Linked DNA regions of Sus scrofa: regions 1 and 3 are each linked to region 2. The links are chromatin contacts, called in public Hi-C and promoter capture Hi-C maps. All regions are on one chromosome and are shown on one strand. The core of a region is the stretch at or near the end of the contact, and the rest is flanking DNA. Distances in the headings are between cores, read along the strand shown. Region 1 holds the start of TLCD2 (TLC domain-containing protein 2). Region 2 holds the start of MNT (max-binding protein MNT). Region 3 holds the start of SERPINF2 (alpha-2-antiplasmin).

The links. Promoter capture Hi-C pulls out the DNA fragments that hold promoters and counts their contacts. Hi-C and Micro-C count contacts between places; a contact is called where the count stands out from the background.
Region 1: a Hi-C map of liver shows a contact between it and region 2, with 6 times the contacts expected there. The contact joins the promoter of TLCD2 here to the promoter of MNT in region 2. A contact is called at or near these places in 2 of 5 promoter capture datasets (fetal liver and liver), 2 of 47 Hi-C or Micro-C datasets (liver and skeletal muscle) and 1 of 2 datasets of contacts at active chromatin or transcription factors (alveolar macrophages).
Region 3: a promoter capture Hi-C map of liver shows a contact between it and region 2, with 5 times the contacts expected there. The contact joins the promoter of SERPINF2 here to the promoter of MNT in region 2. A contact is called at or near these places in 1 of 5 promoter capture datasets (liver) and 1 of 2 datasets of contacts at active chromatin or transcription factors (alveolar macrophages).

The regions. Positions count from the first base shown.
Region 1 is chr12:47,915,132-47,919,895 of Sscrofa11.1, reverse strand. TLCD2 (TLC domain-containing protein 2) reads left to right here and starts at 1,639. Exons shown (of 5, transcript XM_021067585.1): 1 at 1,639-4,453.
Region 2 is chr12:48,483,917-48,488,594 of Sscrofa11.1, reverse strand. It overlaps MNT (max-binding protein MNT), which reads left to right and starts at 1,858. Exons shown (of 6, transcript XM_021067616.1): 1 at 1,858-2,304. The coding sequence starts at 2,232.
Region 3 is chr12:47,931,993-47,936,240 of Sscrofa11.1, reverse strand. SERPINF2 (alpha-2-antiplasmin) reads right to left here and starts at 1,690. Exons shown (of 10, transcript XM_021067579.1): 1 at 1,559-1,690; 2 at 147-201; 3 at 1. The coding sequence starts at 197. It overlaps WDR81 (WD repeat-containing protein 81), which reads right to left. Exons shown (of 9, transcript XM_021067573.1): 9 at 2,459-3,624. The coding sequence ends at 3,304.

The DNA.
Region 1 (4,764 bases), core at 390-2,889, 570 kb after region 2:
TGCCTCTTAGTACCAATAAAATTGGGTCCTTGTAGTCTTTGCTCTGGTCTCAGTTTACCTAGCTAGACCAAGCAGGCATTACTTTTTCTTCAAGTTTGTGTGTGCCCTGCCCTCTAGTGGTTCTGGCTTGCAATGCAACAATGACCTTGAGTGTAATTAACCTTACCTCTCAAGACAGTTCTTTCCTTCTCTTAAATAGGGATGTCCTGGCAATACTGGGCACTGGTGTACTAAGATTTCTGAGGCACTGACACCTTCCTCAATCTGAGCCCTAAAACCATGGTTTTCCAAATGTATGATGTACTTCTGATTGAGACCCTGGAATCTGAATTTTTAACAAGCAACAGAATTAAGCAGGTAATTTCCAAGCTGCATCTTGCAATAGAATGCTCTGTGCAGCTCTATTCTCAAATGCTTCCTGAATCCCAACCCACTACCCTTAGGTTTTGGGGAATCTGGTACCAAATTAGCCACTCCCCTTTGCCAATCTCAGTATTGAGTTTCTTGGAGTTCATGGCTTGGATGGTCAGGGAGCGAGGCTGCAGAGCCCCAGCAGTCAGCCTGTGTTGAATGTTAGCTCTTGCTGCTGATCTGGAAGAAAAGTGAAGGAGGCTGGAATTCCCTCCTGCTGCAGAGGAAACGAATCCTCCTAGTATCCAGACAGGGGGTTGATCCCGGGTCTCGCTCAGTGGGTTAAGGATCTGGTGTTGCCATAAGCTGTGGTGTAGGTCGCAGATGTGGCTAAACATTAGTGCACCAACTGTGGGCCAGGTATTGTAGTAAGTGTTTTCAAACATACTTCTTTTGGAGTTCCCCTTGTGGCCCAGTGGAAAAGAATATGACTAGTAACCATGAGGTTGTGGGTTCAATCCCTGGCCTTGATCAGCGGGTTAAGTACTTCCATAAGCAGCAAGTTCGGCCCTAAAAAAAAAAAAAAAAAGCAAACATACTTCTATTTATTTATTTATGGCAATGCCCATGGCATGCAGAAGTTCCCCAGCCTGGAATCAAACCTGACCAAAGCAGTGACCTGAGCCACAGCAGGGATAATGCTGAATCCTTAACTACTAGGCCACCAGGGAACTCCAAACATATTCCTTTTTAAATCCCTACAATAAGCCATGCACTTATTATACATTCTATATTTTTGGGGGGTCTTTTAAAAAAAATTTTTTTTTGTCTTTTTAGGGCCGCACCCATGGCACATGGAGGTTCCCGGGCTAGTGGTCTAGTCAGAGCTACAGCTGCCAGCCTACACCAGAGCCACAGCAATGCCAGATCCGAGCCGCGTCTGCGACCTACACCACAGGTCATGGCAATGCCTAATCCTTCACCCATTGATCAAGGCCAGGGATTGAACTCACAACCTCTTGGTTCCTAGTCAGATTTGTTTTTGCTGTGCCACAACGGGAACTCCTACATTCTATTTTGTAAATGAAAAAAATGAGGCTTAAAGATGTTAAGCATCTTCATCAAACTCAGAGCTAGTAAGGGAGTTCCCATTGTGACTTAGCAGGTTAAGAACCCAACTAGTATCCATGAGGATGTGGATTCGATCCCAGGCCTCGCTCGGTGGGTTAAGGATCCAGCACTGCTGCAAGCTGCAGTGTAGGTTGCAGATGGGGCCCAAATCTGGGGTTGCTGTGGCTGTGGCCCCAGCTGCAGCTCAGATTTGACGCCTAGCCTAGGAACTTTCATATGTCACAGATGTGGCCCTAAAAAAAAAAATCAAAAACCTCACATCTGGTAAGAGCTTGCATTTGAATACAAGTTTGTCTAACTCAATGATTCTCAACTGGGGGCGCTTTTGGCCTCCAGGGGACATTTGGTAATGTCTGCAGACAGTTTTGATTGTCATAAGTAAGGTGTGTGTGTGTGTGTGTGCTGATAGCATCTAATTTGGCTGGGGATGCTGGCAAAAAAGCTGCTATGTACAGGACAGCTTCCGCAAGAAACTATCCAGTCCCAATGTCAATAGTGCTGTGACTGAGAAATCCTGGACTTGAAGCCTGTGCTTTTGCCCTATAGGGAGGGAGGGTGGGGGCATGAAAAGTTAGAACGAGATGGGAAAGGGCCTCCTCCAAGGGGTGAAAAGGGAATGGGGCTTCTATGCTAAGGATAGTGGAGAACAGGGCCAGCTGGTGAGATTTCTTTCTTCCAGGCTTGGCCAAGACCCTGCTCAGCTTCTCCCAACCTTGCCAATTCAGTCCTGGGACTTCACACTAAGCTTGTCCTGGAGTGACCCTGACTCCCAGCTCCAGGCTGGGGCAAAATATTGACCTGGGTCTTCGGGCAGGACTTCCCAGCCAAAGCCCCTGATCCCTGGGGCCATTGCGTGCCACCTGCAGCCCTTGGGCAGCTACACATTAACACCTTTGCAATGAAGGGGTGAAAGTGTTAAAAATGGAGCAGGGCCAGGCCGTGTCTAAGGAGTTAGAAGTGGAGTAACAGGTAAAGCCAGGAGGATCCCGTAGCAAAACCCTGTCTGGAGAGGAAATGGAGCAGGGAGGAGGAGACAGCTTGACCCTGAGGAGGCTTGTTTCCATAACCATTCATCTCTAGGCTTGGTCCTCAGCTTCACTGAACCTTCCCCAGTACCTCTTCCTGGAGCACCTACATACCCCGCCAGCCACCATTCTGGGCCTCCCCAGTAGTGGCCTCCCTATGAGACTGGGGAGGACGGGTCTGAGCTGACTTTGCTGACAGGAAATACCTCTCCTTCCAAGCTCAGAGCCTCTGAAGAACTAACCAGCAGCTTGGGGGAGGGAGGAAGGAGAGGGCGGAGGAGGAAGACAGTCTTGGAGAGGGAAGAGGGAAGAACGTACAAGCAGGTCCTCCATATTTGGGGTTCCATCTCTTTTCTTCCCTCACCCCATGAGGGGGTGGGGATAAGGGGATAGAGGAGGGCAGAACTGGAGGAGGATGTGGTAACAGCTGATTCGTCCCCGGAGGTCAGACTTTCCAACAATCAGCTGTTACTGGGGTGGAAGGCAGGAAGTTTCCTTAAAGGCACAATGTTCTGAACACAGGTTCAGAATTCTGGAGCTCCTAGGAACCATAGCGGTCCCGTGGCAGAGCCCTTGTTGTCATCCTCCATTGGGAGCTTACAGAAAAGTCTTGTATCCCTGTCCACACGTTCCTTTTTGGTGGTGGTGGTGGAGAGGCGCGAGTGATGAGGTGGGGTGGGTCTCAGACTTGCCCCTTTAAATCAGTGGTTCCGCAGCTTTTGCCAAGTCATTGGGTTCCTTTCCTTTCCTTTTTTTTTTTTTTTTTGGTGGGTTTTTTTTTTTTTCCCCTATCTCCCGCCCCTCTATGCTCTGATTGGCCTCTGGGAAAGGAGCTGCCTCCTCATTGGTCTCCACCTTTGAAATCTCTTCCTTAAGTAGGCCTGAGTCAGGGAAAAGCTTCTAGAGGGCGGGACAGAATGGGGGTGTTAGGCAGGGGATGGGATTGCTGGCCAGTTGCACTTTGCCCCGGCCTGTCCCCTGACCACAAATCTAACTTCGACCCTCAGGTGAACCCTGTGCTCTGAATCCTTCGTTAGGAAGCTGCTGCTTGAGAGGCCCTGTCTCTGCGACTGGGGCGAGACATCTTCTACAAGAAGTCTCCTCAGAAGCGCCCTCCAGGAGGGGTGTACTAGACCTCTCCCCTGAAAGCTGGGGCCAGGCGAGGTGGGCAGTCCTCCCTCCCCCCAAACGCCCACAGGAATTTGTATCCCAAAGGAAGAGCCTGGCTGCCATGGGGCTGATTTCCACCTTCAGTTCGGCTCACTCCTGCTAACTCTCCTGCTCCACCTTTCCTTTGAGAGCTGTCGCTTCCCGCAAGAGGTCAGCGAATCCGTTTTGAGAGGCTGTCTAAAAGGATCACTCACGGCTCCAAAAAGGAGGGGCTGTGCCCTTTAAGGACTTCGCCGGGATGGATTCCGAGTTGAGTTTAAAAATGCCAACTCACAGAGCGCGCTGGATTCTGGGAGCGAAGCGTCAGACCGAGAACTACATTGACCAGTATGCACTGCAAACACACACGCCTTTACTTCCTTCTGCTCTTCGGGAGTCGGGTTTGACGTAGTGCTCCTCTAAGCGAGCAGCCTAGGAGGAGGACTGAGCCACACCTTTTCACCTATTGGCCAGCTTGCCAGTCTGTGGGCGTGGCTTAGCGCAACTCCGCTAGGCAAGGGGGTGGCCTCCATGCCAATCAGTGCTAAAACGGCAGGGGAGGCGGGAACGAGGGGAAGTGCAGGCGCCCCCGAGTGGGTGTGGTCACGCTGCCCAGCAGTGGGCGGTGATTGGCCCTGGGCGGTGCGATCGCAGCTTGTGCGTCACGACGCCGCCAGCTGATCGGAGACTGGAGCCGGTGTGTGCTGGGCGCTGGGAAGAGACAGCGCCGCCGGCCGTGGGGATCGGACGCACTGATTCGCTCCCCTGCTCTCAGCACCCCCTCCACCCAGCACCAGGTGGGTGTGAGCTGGGGTCCCGGACGCACAGGAGGGAACCGTGCTAACGGGGTAATGGGGGAAAGTAGGGTCCTGACGGCCACACCCTGCCCTTCCGGGAGAGGAGAGAGGGGGTGGCGGGGGCTGGGGAGCTCTGGGGGAGTGGGGCCTGTACCGGTTGGAATAGTGTGTCAGGAGGTTTAAGGAAGGAGTCCAGAACAGTAGTCGTTGCAGAAGGTTTTGTGGAGTAGCTGGGAGGAGGACGAGGGGCTAGAGGGCTGGGGGTGGCTAACCTCGGAGCCCTCTCGTCCGAGGATATGAGAGCCGGCCTC
Region 2 (4,678 bases), core at 609-3,108:
CCAGCAAGCATCATTTACATCAGCTTTCCATGTGTCTAGCTCTCCTCTAGCTAGTCCGCCTCAAAAGGAAAGTAAGCCTCTAAGGGCACAGTGGGGATGGCATGGGATGGATTGACAGGATGATCTGCCACTCAGCCAACCTCACAAAGGTTTGCTTTCTGGCTTCATATGATTGTAACATCTAGGCCACAAGATCCTGAGCCCAACTGCCACTGTCCTACTTTATTAGAACTGATTAGCAAAGAAAGGAATCTGGGGGCCAAGACCCAGGTGCCTGAGGCCTGTGGGCATTGGGACAGCAGAGCTGGACCTGCTCCAAGGTGCTCCAACTATGCCTTCAGCCTGTGCCTGTCACTGCCAACTGTACCAATGGGGTTTGTGTTGCCTCCACCAAAGAAACAGCGCGGCAGGGTTTCAGGTGAAGATTTTTGGTGCCCCCGCCATCACAATACGTTAAGTGGTCAGATCCCCCCCTTTCCGTGTGAGCAGTTTGATACTCCTCCATGACTTTTTTTTCTAGTTGTGGGCCTTGCCCCAGAACTGCCTTCAAAAGAGTCATCATCCATGGGGTCAGGTATAAATGCTCCAATGGGGAAAGGAGCAACTGGAATATTGAGTGACCGCAGAAAAATCCTTTCTGGTCTTCAGTTTCCTTATCTGCAAAGTTTAAGAATTTGGGTAAACGGACCAAATTCTGTTTGTACCCCAAACGCCTCCAAACTCTACCGCAAGAAGCCGCCAGAGGAAGCGCCAGGCCAGGGGTCTTACCCCGCCCGCGAGAGCGATAGTGGCCGGGCGGGTGGCCCCGCCCCCGCTCCCGCCTTGGTTGCCCAGCCACTGGGAGGGCCGAGCTTCCGCCCTCCACGTTGTTGTTCCCGATTTGCGCCACGCCCCCTCGGTCTGGGCTTTGGACACCTAGCCTAATTTGCCCTCGGTCCGGCCCCAGAGCAAAGGGCGACTTCTGGGGTGGCACATTTGGAGTTTCCGCCCGCCTCAGAGGCGCGTGGACAAAGGCAAGAGTTTATAGGAAGGAAAGGGAGACACTTTGTTTTGGAGGGAGGATAGTGAAAAGTAAAGAGTAGATCAGGTCACAACTGCACAATTTCCCTTTCGGAGTCCCACCCTTCACACAGCGTCCCCATCCGCACCCGCGAATGTGACCCTGCTAGACACTGGCCCTTTAAACAGAAGGCTGGCGGCGCGGGGTGTCCATGTGGAGCTGCTCCATGCCGTGTTGTCCTGCCCGCCCATTGGCCCGCGGCCCGGTGACGTCGCCTAATAGGATGCGAACGCACTGCGGGGGGAGGAACGGAGACAAAACGCGGAACAGGATCGCCACTCCGCTCCCTCTGCCAGTTCTCTGGCAGCCTCCTGCCGTCAGCTCCGCCCAGGGGCGGATCCCGGGGGAATTGCGACAGCCTGGTGGTTGCGGGAATTAGGTCACGTGTGGACCCAGGGTTCGGGCCAGTCTCTACCAGCCTAAGGTTTCCTTGACCTGGAATATCCTTATTTGAACTAACTCGAGTCTTGAGTTTTCCACCCTTCCTTCCCTCCAGCAGGATAATTTTAGTTGTGAATGACACAAACATGCAGCCCTTGCTAAACTTGTGGCTTGCAATCGGGGCGGGGGGAGGCGGGAAAGCGGAAATGCAGGGCGCGAACCCGGCTGGAGCTTCTCCCACCCCACCCAGGCCACGTGTGCGCTCGCCGTCTTGAGTGGGCGGGGCCAGCCTGCCCGGGACCACGCCCCTCCCTTCGTGAGAAGCCGCGGCCCTGCGGGCGGGGGCTCCGGTCCGGGCTTTGGCTGCGGCCCCGGTGTAGTAGCGGGGGCGGCGGCCGGGGGCAGCGCGGCTCCTTCCCTTGTTGTGTGTGTCGGTGCCTCCTCGCCATCTTGTTGCAAAGCCTTTTCTTGTCGGCGGGACTCCTGGGGGCCGCGGGGCGGGAGGCATTGGAAGGGAGGAAGAGTGGGAGGGGAAGGAGTGAGGCAGTGCCGCCTTATTTTTTTTGCATCAATATATTTAAATTTGCAAATTACATTTTGCAAATATTTGGGGAGACATTGGTTTTTCTCCCTGTGCTTCCCCGTTCTTCCCTGCGGAGTGCGCTGCGCCGCCCAGCCCTGTCGCCCCCCGGAGGTGATCCCTCCCTCCTGCCTGCCCGCCAGCCTGACCTGTGCTCGACTCGCGGGCCGCAGTCTCGGCCCCGGCGCGCCCCCGGCAGCTCTCGGCGCGATGAGCATAGAGACGCTACTGGAGGCGGCCCGCTTCCTGGAATGGCAAGCGCAGCAACAACAGAGAGCACGTGGTGAGCGGCCGGGCTGGGCCCCTAGGGCAGCGGGGAAGGGGAGGCGAGCGACCCTGGTACCCGAGCCCACCCGAAACCGCGGGCGGAACCCTCTCCCAGGCGGCTCGCGAAGCCGGGCATTGCAAGGCTCCGCGGAAGAACCGGCACCGGAGGAAGAGTGTTGTGGGCAGTGAAATTAATTAATGAATTCGTTAACATGCAGCGGGGGACCCGGCTCCTGTGGGCGCCACCCCAGCTGCCTACCACCACTTGTGCACCTTTCGTGAGGGGCTCCTTTCGCGTGGGCCAGCAGCGCCCTCGGTAGGGCTGAGGATGTGCGAGCCGGGGGGTGGGGTGAAGAATGGTGTTGCGTGGGGGTGGCAGACCCGCGGGCGTGTGCGTGTGTGCACAGGGGATGTGTGATGCGAGCCTCGATGAGAGCGGATGAACGGACGTTTACACGGGTGAGTGTCTAGTGCACACGAGTGGGCGTGTGTGTAACGGAGTGGGGGGTGGAATTACTCTACGCGAAGCAGCTCCCCGGCTTCCCTAGTCTTGTGGGGTGGGTGCGGGGGGCGCTCCTGGCAGATCTTACTCGCCGCTTGGGGCGGAGGCGGCCTTTGCAGAATGAAAATGACATCGCGTGTCTTATGATCCTGGCCAGCCCCGCCTGACCCCGCCTCCCACAACTGGGCTGGGTCGCGCGTCAGGGGTTTGGGTGAGAGCCGGGCTGATTAGTGCATCGGTGAAACGGCCCGAAGGTCGCCGGGGGCAGACCCGGGGCCCCCCTTGCTGCGCCCCACTTTAGCCGGTGTGGAATGTGGCGTGTCTGCGCCTTCTAAACCCGCTCTCGGCTGGAATGTTGCGTGTGCCTGCGTTCTAAGCCCGTTGGTTACACCGGGTGGTGACGTGGACAGGGCCCGCCCCCGACCACGTGCACCGGGGACACTCCCGCTGGGGACTGCGCGGCCCTGCCCCTCCCTGCTGCCTCGCGCTCGGCCGGGGGCGGAGCCTGGGCGGGGCTGGCTAGGGGCCTTCCGCCGGGTTGGGCCCGGGCTCTGGCCCCCGGGCATCTCCCCGGGAGAGTCTGCCCTACGAGGGAGGAGCTGAGCTCACCTGTAGGTTCTCACCCCAACCTCCAATTTTTGGTCCTGGGGCGAGGGAAATCCTCAGAATAGCCAAGCGTTGGGATATATAGAGCTTACATACTCCCACTGACCCCTCCAGACATTCTTATCAGGACCCGGTCAGCACCGCTGACCAGTGTGGAATAAGCCAGGCTGAGAACCGGCAAACTTTGGCGCTCTCTCGACAGGGCCGAGCTGGAGATTTCAGATGCCCCCTCTCCCCACGCGCTCTGTTGGTGGTCCCCAGGTGCTACAGAAGTAGGGACTGAGGAAAGACCTCGGTTTTCCGGACTGCTGCGAGGGCCGCAACCCTGGATCCGGGTGTGTGTGCAGTATCCGGGGGCTGTTGTTTCCTCCAACCCTTACCCCCGCCCTTCGGCCGGGTTGGTTGTGGTGGAGAGAGTGCGTCGCCCTCCTTTCCTTTCTCTCTGCCTATTGTTGCTTCAATGATGAGTCATGCAGGAGGTAGTAGTGTGTGTTGTGTGCGCGCAGGCGCGCGCCTGCAGTGTGTACCGCCGTCGCGGCGGGCGGGGGAGTGGCCGCGAACCAGGGGCGGGGGAGGGACGGGTCTGAGGGCCTGGTCGGGTAGACCAGCCTTTCAAGGTCAGGAGTCACTCGAGATACGTGAGAGCGAGAATGCTTAGGTTTTCGAACTGATGGGCCGGGGCATCAGCTCATGCGCCCCTCCTTCCCCCTTGTCTTTGGGGTCCAGAGCAGGGTCAGTTGGTGGACAGTGCAGGTGGTGAGAACATTCTGCTTGCAGGAGCAGTGGCACGGGGAGGAGCCTGCACAGATTTGGAGAGACTGAGTCATCTGCTGCCACCATCAACACAATGCAATTCAGAAGTGCCTATTGTGTCCCCACTGGGAACTGCCCCCTGTGCTAGAGGCAGCAGTACTGAGCCTACTGTTGCCCCAAGGGAAACTCACTTTCACCTTCACTTTAGCCTCAGGCTAGTTGGCCCTGCGAGGGGAGGGAAGGCGGCCCTCACTGTCAAGTCTACCACCCTTTCCCGGATAAGTCTGTCCAGACTGACAGTAGGAACCCCAGGGATGACGTGTGCAACACTTGAACCTGAGAATGGCTCTCTCCCAAGACGGGTTAGAGCCCTGCTCCCCCCTCATCCCTGTGTTGAGAACAGAGGGCAGGGAGCTGATCTGAGTGACAGTGCTGCTTGATACTTAATGTGCCACAAGGGAATTCCCTAAGTTGAGGCTTCTTGGTGGTGGGGCAGGAGGTCTGAGGGGATGGATGGATGGATGCTGGA
Region 3 (4,248 bases), core at 441-2,940, 550 kb after region 2:
GCTGTGGAGAAGGGGATGAGGAAAGGAGGGGGACCCCCCTCGAGCCAAGCCCTCTCTCCTCCCCACACCCCCTCCCCTTTCCCCCAGACCCCTGGCCTCTTCCCCAGCCGCCTCCCTGCCTCCCCCAGACCTCGGCCCAGGCTCACCACGTGCAGGCAGAACAAGCTGAGCACCAGGAGCCCCGAGAGCAGTGCCATGTTCCTGAGCAGGACAGGAAGCCTCTGTTCATGCCACGCCCCCACCCACTGGGCATCCCACGCACACGTGCACGGAGGGAACAGCGGCAGCTGCTGCGCACACGACCGGGGCACAAGCAGAGATTCTCCGCTCCGAGGTGAATTGCCTGGAACCCCTCCCCCAGAACTGCTTTTTCCCCTTTGCACTTCCTGGTTTTTCATATTTCATCCACTGAAAATGTTTTGGTTGATAGGGGAAAACACCACCCAAACCAGAAAGTCATCCTTCAAGGCTTGGTGTCATGAGTCAGACCGGGGTGTTTTGTTGTTGTTTTGCTTTTTTTTTTTAGAGCTGTACCCTCGGCAAATGGAATTTCCCAGGCTAGGGGCCTAATCCGAGCTACAGCTGTCGGCCACAGCCACAGCCACAGCTACGCGGGATCCCCAACCCACTGATCGAGGCCAGGGATCGAAGCCGCATCCTTGTGCATACTAGTTGGATTCCGCTTCTGCTGAGCCACGACGGGAACTCCCACAGACCTGGGTTTGAATCCAGGCTGTGCCTCTTGGCAGAGGACCAAGGACGTCTTCCTCAACCCCTCTGGGCTCTGCCTTATCTGGTAAATGGTGGCGAAAGTCCCTGCCTCCAGCCACATGTCTTACAGGAACCAACATCATCAGTCTTTGTGAGCCCTGACCGCATGGCCTGGCACTCAGTAGTGGGTACAGTCAGCCTAGTTCAAGGCTTCTCTTCCGGGAGGCCTGGCCCGAAGCCTCCTCTGTACTGGGGCTCCCTCCGTGGAGCTCCTATCCAACCAGCTGCCCATCAGCCCACCTTTTCTGGTGAGTCTGGTCTTGCCCACAGGGGTGGACGAGACGGTGCTCTCAGCAGGGGTGGTGGGCTGGGCCAGAGACTGGCCTTGTTGACCCAACAGCAGAGCCCAATGAATGACTGGCCAGAGCCACCTTTGGACTTAAGGGAAAACATGGGCCTCGCCCCCCAACTCTGCCCCAGGCTGGCTCCGGGAAGCCAGGCTGGCGGGTGGGGATGGGCAGGTCTCTGTCTGGCCTCAGAGCAGGTCTCACACACGCCCACCCCACACCCAGCTCCGGGCCTGTTCTGGAGCATCCTCTCCCCCCAGCCCAGCCCACACAGTGATCCCTGGGCCGGGGGCCCTGATCTCCAACCCAGGCTTTTGAATCTTCCTGGCAAGAAAAGGCCTCAGATTTTCACGTCCCAGAGAGACTCCCCCCACCAGAACCCCCACCTTGGCTCCTCCTCTCCCCAGGAGGCTGGGAAGTGACAGGCCCCCCTGAATAAACTCAGCCCAGACCCCCTCGGCAGGTGGGCAGCTCCAGGCCGAGCCTTCCCACCCCTGTACCTCTGCGGGCTCCTCGCTGCTGCACACGATGTCCCTCTGGCCCCACTTGGGTGCTCCCCACGCTCTGCCCGGGCTCCAGCCGCCCAGCCGAGCCCTCCCCTCCCACCAGGACCTTTGCTCTCAGCCAACCCAGTTCCGAGTGCTTTCTCTTCTGGTAAACATTGACCTGCACATCCGGTTAAACATTGGTGCTGGGGCCAGAAGCCCCTTTCCCACCAAGGCATCTAATACTGGGTCACCTGGAACCCCTGTGGATCTGGGTCCCACCTGAGCCGTGAGAAAGGGGGTTCAGGAGACAGTCGAGGAGGCTGTCCTCAGGTGGAGGGCAGAGCAGGAAGCACGGGGGCCTGCCGGTGACCCCATGAAGTGGGAGGTTATCCGCGCTTTGGTCAGGCTCGGAGATGTGTGACCTGCCCACGGACACACAGCTAGGCTCAGAGTGACATTCAGCTTCCTACTTCCAAGGTCCTTTCCTTTCCCCCTTTCCTCTCCCACACCCCTGCCCCCCACCCCACCCCCCACGCCACCAGAGGAGGGAAGGAGAAGCTTCAAGAGACTCACTCGGCAGGGAACCCAGGATAGGGCGCCCATTCCCCCCCTCCCCAGGCCCAGGATCCTGGTTGGCTGCCTTCTGCCTGGGTGGGAAGAGAAGCACCCAACCTCCCAGGACCCCACCTCATCAGAGCAATGCCTCCTTACCCTTCCCAAGGGTGAGGGTTCTGGAAACTGGCCTGGGCTGCGCGAACCAGAAGCCCTGAACCCTGCACCACCTGAGGAGCAGCAATCAGGCTGTCTCCCCAGCTCGGGCCCTACTTTCCCCTCCCTCGCTGTCCTGGAAGCTGCAGGGTCTCAACTTCTCCCCACCCCAACCCCGCCATCAAGAAAAGCCTCGCCCCGCTCCCTGGCTCTTCCAAAGGTTTATTGATCATATTTACATCTATTGCAAATAGCGAGAAGGCAGCAGGGGCCCGGCCTCAGACATCATCTCTGAGTGCCCGGGTCTTCCTGTCCCCTGGCGGAGGGAGACCTGAGGTGCAGAGATGACTCTTCTTGCTCCTTCTTTCAGGGTGTTGGACCCGCTCCCCCAGGGATTCTGGACCCCAGAGGCTGCCTCATCAGCTCAAGGCACAAACACTGTGGTGACGGGTGGGCAGGCACCCCCTGGCCCTGTGCATCTTCCCGCCTTTGGTCTTGCCCACGTCCCCTCATGGTCCCACACTGGGCAGGGACTGGCTGGGGGGACACTTACACCCCAGCCCAAGCCCCTTAACTCCTGGACCACGGCCAGTCCTCCTTAGAGGCTGGAGTCCAAGCACCATCAGTGTCCTGGACTGGGGTGGCTTCCCTGTCCTCACGGCATAGGGGCACAGCGAGCCCGGCAAGGGGGGACCGTGGCTGGGGACTGGCCAGGCAGGGGGTCTCCTGTCCCCTTCCCGGAGCGTCCTGTCCCCATATGGAAAATGAGGGCAGAGCTGGGGAGAAGTGGGGGCAGCGATGCTTTCCCCCAGATCTCCCTCCTGCTTCCTGCTGGCCCGGAGCAACATCGCCCCAAGCTAGGGGCATGATCCGTTCTGGCAGCCTTGGTGGCTCTGGGGGTTCAGGAGCCCAGACCTCCCCACGCCACCCTAACTGGCAGGCCACGTGGGCCTAAGGCTTGCCCGGAGGAGCTGCTGGGGAGACAAGGGCGAGGGGATGGACTCCCCGAGGTCGTGCGCCCTCCTCCACCGGGCCAGCTCCCGCCTTGGCTACGCCAGGAGGCGGATGACCCCGTTGTCTGAGCCCAGCAGGAGGTGGCGTTTGGTGGGCAGCAAGGCCAGGCTGGTGAGCGTGCCGCGGAAGTTCTCGGAGCTGAGCTTGGTGGTGGCCTGGGAAGGCGGCTCAAGCAAGGAGCAGACGCCGATCTTGTTGGCCACGGTGCCCGTCACCACCTCGCTGCCATACAAGTCGAAGGTGTGGATGGGATCAGAGGCGGACTTGTAGTGATGCGTGGGCTTCGGCTCCAGCTCCTTCCAGACGGTCAAGGAATGGTCGGAGGAGGAGCTGACCAGGAGGCTGCCCTCCACCGCCTGCCCGGGGAGAGGAGAGCCTCAGTGGTGCCCAGGGGCTTCCTGTTCCCTCCCACACGGTCCCCCAGGAAGACAGGGCGTCCTGAGCTGGGGACAGGCTGCCCCCCTCCCACGTTACATTAATGTTCGTTAATATGAATGTATTTAAGAGTCATCGGCCTAGTCATCATTACAATTTGGGCAGTCAGGTATAATGTCAGACACGTTAAACGTCTTACTACAGTTCCTCTTCCTAACATCTCTCTAAGACAGATGCTGTCATTGTTTCCATTTTGCAGAGGCCAAAACTAAGGCTCAGAAGAGTCAAGTAATCATACAAGGTCACAGAGCCAATAAGTGGCAGAGCCAAGATTAACACCCAGGCCGACCCCAGAGACTTCCTGATGTTTTCTTGGAAAATCAGAATTTAGAAGCACCCAGAAGCCAGGGTCCCCTGAGGGGCCCTGGAGGAAGCCAGAGGCGGCCTGCCCCCAGCAGTGGGCCGTGCATGTCCCCTGGCTGCCACTGAGGACGGGGAGGGAGTCCCAGGTGCCTGGGAAGATCCTCCCACAGGTAGCCTGTTCCTCCCCTCCTGTCCCTCTGTGAGCTGTTCCCCGAGGTCTGGGACCAAAACTGGGGCAGGGG